Regions from separate parts of the Mus musculus genome. Here region 2 is linked to region 1. Evidence: chromatin contacts called from public HiChIP or PLAC-seq data. All regions are on one chromosome and are shown on one strand. The core of a region is the stretch at or near the end of the contact, and the rest is flanking DNA. Distances in the headings are between cores, read along the strand shown. Region 1 has its middle 13 kb from the start of Gm13070. Region 2 has its middle 7.9 kb from the start of Mir34a.

Region 1 (3,327 bases), core at 315-2,814:
AGCTCAGCCCCTCCCTCTGTTTTTACACCTGTCTTCTTAGAACACTTGTCATCAGGGGCCCAAGAGAGCTGATCTCAAGTCCTGGACTCAATGGCATTCCCCAGAGAAAGTCACATTCTTTTGGGGTTCAGGTCTCAAAACACAGACACATCACTTGAGGCCACCATGCAGATCTCCACTGCATCTTAAGGACAAAGTTCCTGAGGTGGCTGAGAGGACTTTTCCAACAGAAGCCCATGAGAAATGCAGCCCAGGCTAGCCCATGGGGGCTGCTGCCACACAGAGTTCTCAGTCATCACTGGTTACGTTGTCCTCTCTCCCTGGCCACTTACCTAAAGGCTAGTCCTCCGACACCAGGTTTCTGTGTGCTTGACCCATATTCCCTGGGAGGAACCCAGGGCAGACTCAATGTCGTAGGTCCAGGATCCAGTTACAAATCTTTTACTGTACACTTCAGTGCGTGCTAATATAGATGCTGTCTCCCCTCTGACCTACTATACTATCACGGTCTAGAAAGGATGAGCACCAATCAGAGAGGTCCCTGGAAACAGAGGTTGAGCCTGAGTGAGACATCACATCTTAAGGGTCAAGTTCCCTATGGGACCTCAAGAGGTCTTCTTCCCTCCACCCTACCCCCCACCCCTGTCTGATGGCACAAGGATGCCAACGGACCCCTGCAGCTTTTCCTGGAGGGCTGCGTGAATTGGTCCTACAAGGACATGGAATGTGAATCCCGAGCTACTGGGAGACAGGAGTTGCAGCTGGTGCCATGCCAAACTGGGGTGCCGTGGTCAGTCGTCACAGTCCTCTGTGCGCATGGTTTGATTTACAGGAGGCCGAGAGCAGCTCCAACTGCAGACAGAAAACTATTTGAAGCAGCTGCCAGATGTTGTGTCTGAGCTGGGTTTTACAACTTGCTTACTGGTGAACAGCCACCTCCTGCTGGAGTTCAGCTTGCCCCAGTGGGTTTGGGCCCTGGCGCCAACCCCACAAGCCTGTCTTTTCAGCTGCCTGAAGGCTCGCTCCTGTTTAGCAGGAATCTTGTTGGGACGTTGAGGGGGAGCCAGGCTGGGAGCCCAGTTTCCAAAGCATCCCACCTTCCTGAGGAGGTCCTGAGGGTCTGACTTCAGGATTTCTCTCAGAAGCTCTAAGAACGCTCTGGAATGCCTGTCTGAGCTCAAGCACTTGGGGTGTGGCCTGAGAGATGTATGTACCGAGTATGACTTTTTTGTCTTTCTTGTTCTGTGTCCTGGTCTCTCCCGCTTTAGCCATCTGACCCCAAAGGCACAGAGGACGAGGGCTGGGACCAAAAGCTCAGCCAAGAGCTTCTAGAAGGTTCCTAACATTGTGCACGAGAGAGGGAGGTACTAGTGAGTACAGCCTGTCTGTGGATGCCGCAGTGTTGAGCCAAGACAGCCCTAAAGGGTGGTCAGGATTTTCCCTAGCATGAGACTACTGGAGTTCACTGGAAGTTAGAACACATTTCTAGCCCTCCCTGTGGCAAGGGACTCGGGACTCCAGGCTCATGATCACTTCCTGGGGCTGTGAAGCAGAGCTGAGTGTGACAGGGAAAGGGGCGGGGAGGAGGAAGGAGACGCGTGATTAATCTTGTTGCCTGTGAAAGCATGCCTGTGTCCGTCCAGGAATCCTGGCCGAGGGCCGCCAGAGTGGACAGAGTGTTCAGTCCCCTCCTGAAAGCGCCAGCGATGTTTTGTCCGCCGGGAAGGAAAACACCCTTTGCCTAAGCTAGAACTTGGCTCTGCCTCCGGGAGACGCCTGGGAGGCCTCCTTCTGAGAGGAGTGTAGTTGAGGACTAGAGGGTTTTGAGAGCCCTGCTTCTCTGAGGTGCCAGGGGTGCCCTCTAGCCTCAGGACCGCCCCTCTGTGATCTTGCCCAGCTACTCCCCCACCCAACCCCCCTTTTTTTTTCCTTCTGCAATAAGAAAAAAGAAAAAAGTTCCCAATGGTTCATCTCTCCCAAAAACCTGTGTTACCCGCCCAAAAATGATGGCGGAACTTAAGACATTCCCAGGCTGGCCCACATCAGGCACAGTGACCCTGCAGAAGTATAGGGACTCAGGCCCAAGATCATACGTCTGGGGTTTGGACTCAACATCTGTGAATGTGGCCCTGTCAGCTGCCCAGGTAGCCTGACTGTGCCTTCTGTGATTGGGAATAATAATAACTTTGAACCAAGCTCATGCTATTACCAAGATCAAAGGCAGTGTGAGTGAGGAGATATGACCAGAAGCCCAAGAAGCCATGCATATACGCACGCACGCACGCACGCACGCACGCACGCACGCACGCACGCATGCCCTAGAATCATTACCCATTTATTTACGGGGCAGTGGGAAAGAGACGCCTCCTAGCAATCCCTACTGCTGCCAGACAGCCCCTCCCTCTGGCTCAGCACTTCCTCCTGGGTCCTTAGCAGCCCTTCAGGAAGCTGATGGTCTCTTTGAGCATGCCCCCCCCCCGCCCCCACTTCCTGAAAGGATGGATTTGGCTGCAGGTGTCACTTCCTTCAAGGGAAGCCATGCAGCAGCCCAGCCCAGACTCACCCTGAGAACATGCCGGCCTCCTATGAAGGCTCAGAGGCCAGGGTTCCTGTCAGGATAGCCTATAAAATGTTGCCAAAGACCCCAGACTAATGGAGTCCCATTAGACCCAAACAGGTCTTGGCCCCATTGCCTGTGCCAGACGCACGTGGACACTGAATAGAGACCCAGAAAACCTGAGGTTCAACGGGAGGACACGAACTGGCAGACACGGGGCAGGGGCTGCAGGGGAGAATGTGGTGGACCCTCCCAGGCATCCTGGGCAGGGATGTCCTAGGGGCATTGGGAAGGATGAGTAGGAGGGTTCCAGAAAGGAAAGTAAGCCCATTTATGTAGGTTTCTAAATACAACTGGTTGTTCTGAGTAGCTCTTTGTAAAACAATAGAGTCCAGGGTTCAATTGGCTTTGTGGTAGACATAGAGGTCATAGTTAGTGATGGTGGTGGTGATGGAGATGGTGGTGAAGATGATGATGATGGTGATGATGACAGTGATGGTGATAGAGATGGAGATGGTGCTGGTGGTGGTGGTGATGTCATCCAAGCACATGTGTCTGTAGCCCACAGAAAGCTCTGTGAAGAGTCTTAGAAGCCCAGGTAGTCTCTGGGGCCCAGTCCATCCAGTTTCTGGCTTTCTGAGATGAACCCCTTCAGAGCAACTCTCTTGAGGAAGGCCCTGGATTCCTTCCCTATTCTGCATCTGGTCCTTTTCCACTGGGGATCCCGGGGCAGTCATGAGTCAGGCCAGCAAGACTGCTGTCACACAGTG
Region 2 (3,327 bases), core at 231-2,730, 170 kb before region 1:
GCTCACATTACCCGATAAAGCTTCTCTTCCAGAGATCTCTTCCAGTGGCAGATCTCCCTAAGGTTTCTAGACCTGTCTCCTCAATTTGCCACAAACCATTTGGGCTCCTTGTGAGAGAGATCTGCCTCTCAGAGCCAAGGGCCTGAAAACCACACGTGCTTCTCCAAGGCCAACTGGCAATCCGTTCTCCACTCCCAATGTCCTTGTCCAATGTTGGAAACGGTCCCTAAGGGCGCCAGGCAACTAAGGCAGTGGGAGAAAGAAAAGGGTGGTTCACTTCTCAGTAAACCAAGGGAGGCCCCGAGTGGCTGGGGATGGGTAGCCAGGCCGGCTGGCTCCACCTGTCTGACCTGCTCAGCTCACTGCCCCCTCAGGCGGGCACAGCTGCTAGGAGCTGGGCTAGCTGCCAGCACCTACCTGGGCCCCTGCAGAGGTGTGCACTCACCTGTCCCTTGTCCCTCCCCGCCGCCGCTGTTCCTTTGCCCAGGGAAGCAGGCACTGAGTCGTCTCCCTGAGTCATCTGGATGCTGACCCAAAAGCCAGAGGGAGTAAAGGAAGAACAAAGAGGAGAGGGGAAGAGGGGAGAGGGAGGAAAATCCCCAGTCCCACACCTGAGCACGCTAGCCTGTATAGTCAGTCATGCGGGTGAGGCTGGGTGGGGCCTGGTCTGGAAGTTAGCCTGGCCACGGCCATATCTTAGGGCTGTTCTATCTCTGTGGGCAAGCTCTTTGGAGGAAGCAGTTCCACTGTCCATCCATGGGCTGGCTCCGTCTACCACAGACACTGGAATCCACAGAACCTAGAGCTGTCCAGAGACGTGGAAAGGCATGGGCAGTGGCCTTTAGGAGCCCAGAGGCTGTGCCGGGCCTCTTCCCTAAGCTCTGCTGTGAGCACACAGGGCCCATCTGTCCCTCTTGCTCCTAAACTTCAAAAAGAATCCCTGAGTTCTTGGGTGCTGCTGGTTTGTTAGGGGATGGCTTGGTTTGCTGGACTCACCGAGGTGCTGATTGGCATAGCTGGGGTGGGGGACAGGGGCTCTGGGCTGCGAGCATCATTGGCAATTTCCCTGTTACCCAGGATCAAGAGGCCTGAGCAGGCAGATTTCGCTTCTCTTCCCTTTGACCCCGTGCCTGGCACGGGGGTAGCGTCTACACACACAGCCCCGTCTGGGTAGAAGGTCACAGACACAGTGTTTACAACGAAGCCGGATGGATGTCTGACCCTTGGGTTCGGACCATGTGCTTCTGAGCTGTCCAAAGAAGGGGAGTCTTGGAGAGTCACAGCAGAAGAGACCCAGTGAGAGCCCAATGGGGAAGCTGGAGACACACAGAGAGTTTCCCAATAGATGCAGGGTGGGTTCCCAACTGTAAGACTCAAACCGGAAAAACAGACCCCAGATTTCCTAAGGTAGTAGAGAGGCAGAGGAAGGAGCAGAGAGTCGCCCTGATGGAATTCACACAGCAACAGGAGGCAGCTGCCCGCGGCTGGGAGTGGCCCGGCAGGTCTCGGGCCTCACGCAGGGTGTGCCTGTCTGCGAGGAACACTTTATGAAGCCTCAACTCAAAGCCAGCACCTTCGCTCAGCTACCCCAAGAGGAACCGACTGACACGCCAGGCCTCGTTCCAGGAGCCGGTCCTCCACACGGGGTCAGTACCCTGGGCAGGCTCCAGTAGTCCACCTAGGATTCTGACCCCTCTGTTCACATAGTCGGGCTTCTGTCTTTCCCCCACACCAGGCCTTGGATAGAAGGCCTAAAAAAAAAAATCCCACAAACACAACCAACTTCCCTGGCTCTTACATCATCCACCAGACCCTGGGGCTGGAGCCCAAACCAGCAAGACGCTGGCTGGCTGCAGAAAACCTCAGGGCAAGGTGCAGTGCTGCAGGCTCGTAATGGGCTAAGAAAGCACTTACCAGGCTAGGCTAAAGTGTGTGTGTGTGTGTGTGTGTGTGTGTGTGTGTGTGTGTAGTGAGGGGTGTCTACTAGCTTCAATTTAGAAAAAGAAGAATTATGTATTTACATACCAACTCCCATGATAAAGTCATCTGGGATCCCCCCAAGTAGGAAGGCCACTTGTGGTTACAGCTGGTGAGTCAATGAAAACACCCCACCAAGCCAATGAGCTCAGCTTCTCAGGAAGGAACAAAGGAAGCGGTACCAAGCCAGTGGCCGCTTCAGGCACTGAGCTGTGGTCCCAGAAAGCCCTCCGCTGAAGCCTCTGACCAGAACTGCTGCGGAAGACGGTTTGCCTCCCAAGGGGCTCTGGCAATGTCTGAAAACATATGTGTTTGCTGCCCTGGGCGGGGGCTGGAAATGCTGGGCATTCTAGCTCACGGGACAGTCCCCCCAAACAAGGACTTTGATCTAAATGTTAATAGCCCTGTGGTGGAGAAGCTGCCCCCACCCTCTGAAAGCCCCTTTCCTTCTGTGGAATTCACCGACAGTGACTCAGGTGACCCTCAGTTCTGAGGGTCCTTGCTTGTAAGAGCTCCTCCCTGTAGCAAGGGCAAGCCTGTGGGCTCCTTGTCTCTGCAAGGAAACAGACCCCAGCCTGGGGTGATCTGCCAGGCCAACTTTCCTCTTGCCACCTAGTTCCAAGCATCCCATGGGTCTCACTAGTGACATCAGCTGGTTCCCACCACCACCACACTAGTGACCCCACAGCTGGTTCTCACCAACATCCACCATCACACTAGTGACCCCACAGCTGGTTCCCACCAACATCCACCATCACACTAGTGACCCCACAGCTGGTTCCCACCAACATCCACCATCACACTAGTGACCCCACAGCTGGTTCCCACCAACATCCACCATCACACTAGTGACCCCACAGCTGGTTCTCACCAACATCCACCATCACAGCTGGTTCCCACCACCACACTAGTGACCCCACAGCTGCCAGGTACTTCCCAGGTGACAAGAAGAACTTAAATTCTTTGTCTTGATGAAAAGGCCTGCTCAGTTCACCTCATTCCCTCAAGCTTTCTGCACTTCTGAGCTGCACAGTGGCTACCCTGTCAAGGGCAGGAGGCTATGTCTGCTTTCCCAGAGACAGTGTGTGGGAAAACAGAGAGTTGTGCGCACTCACCAGGACCTGCAGGGGCAATCTATGGCAAGGATAGCAGGAGACACCAGTGCTGAGGGTTATACCAGCCTAGAGAATCTCAAAGCACAGAACTGGGTAAAGACAACAGCAGTCTGTCTTGGGACCTGGAGTAGACGGACAGCCCAAAACCTTCATTTATAAATGAATTATTTGGCTTTTGTTTTGCTGTCTCATGTAGCCTAGGCTGGCCTTGAACTCTAATTTACTGAATAGCTGA

What was found. HiChIP or PLAC-seq counts read pairs in DNA pulled down with a chosen protein or histone mark.
Region 2: a contact with region 1 is called in an H3K4me3 HiChIP or PLAC-seq map of bone marrow-derived macrophages, with 3 times the contacts expected there. The contact joins two enhancer-like sites. A contact is called at or near these places in 1 of 484 Hi-C or Micro-C datasets (nephron progenitors), 3 of 115 datasets of contacts at active chromatin or transcription factors (bone marrow-derived macrophages, embryonic stem cells and microglia) and 1 of 9 other capture datasets (adipose tissue).

Annotation. Positions count from the first base shown.
Region 1 is chr4:149,888,343-149,891,669 of GRCm38.p6, reverse strand. No RefSeq gene overlaps it. Among named protein-coding and RNA genes, the nearest start is that of Gm13070, 13 kb to the left of the region's middle. Within about 2 kb of position 1,564, at least 136 of the 459 cell types and tissues checked have an H3K27ac peak or open chromatin away from gene starts, as enhancers often do. A contact at or near this core is called in adipose tissue, bone marrow-derived macrophages and microglia, where this site is marked.
Region 2 is chr4:150,058,909-150,062,235 of GRCm38.p6, reverse strand. No RefSeq gene overlaps it. Among named protein-coding and RNA genes, the nearest start is that of Mir34a, 7.9 kb to the left of the region's middle. Within about 2 kb of position 1,480, at least 160 of the 459 cell types and tissues checked have an H3K27ac peak or open chromatin away from gene starts, as enhancers often do. A contact at or near this core is called in adipose tissue, bone marrow-derived macrophages and microglia, where this site is marked.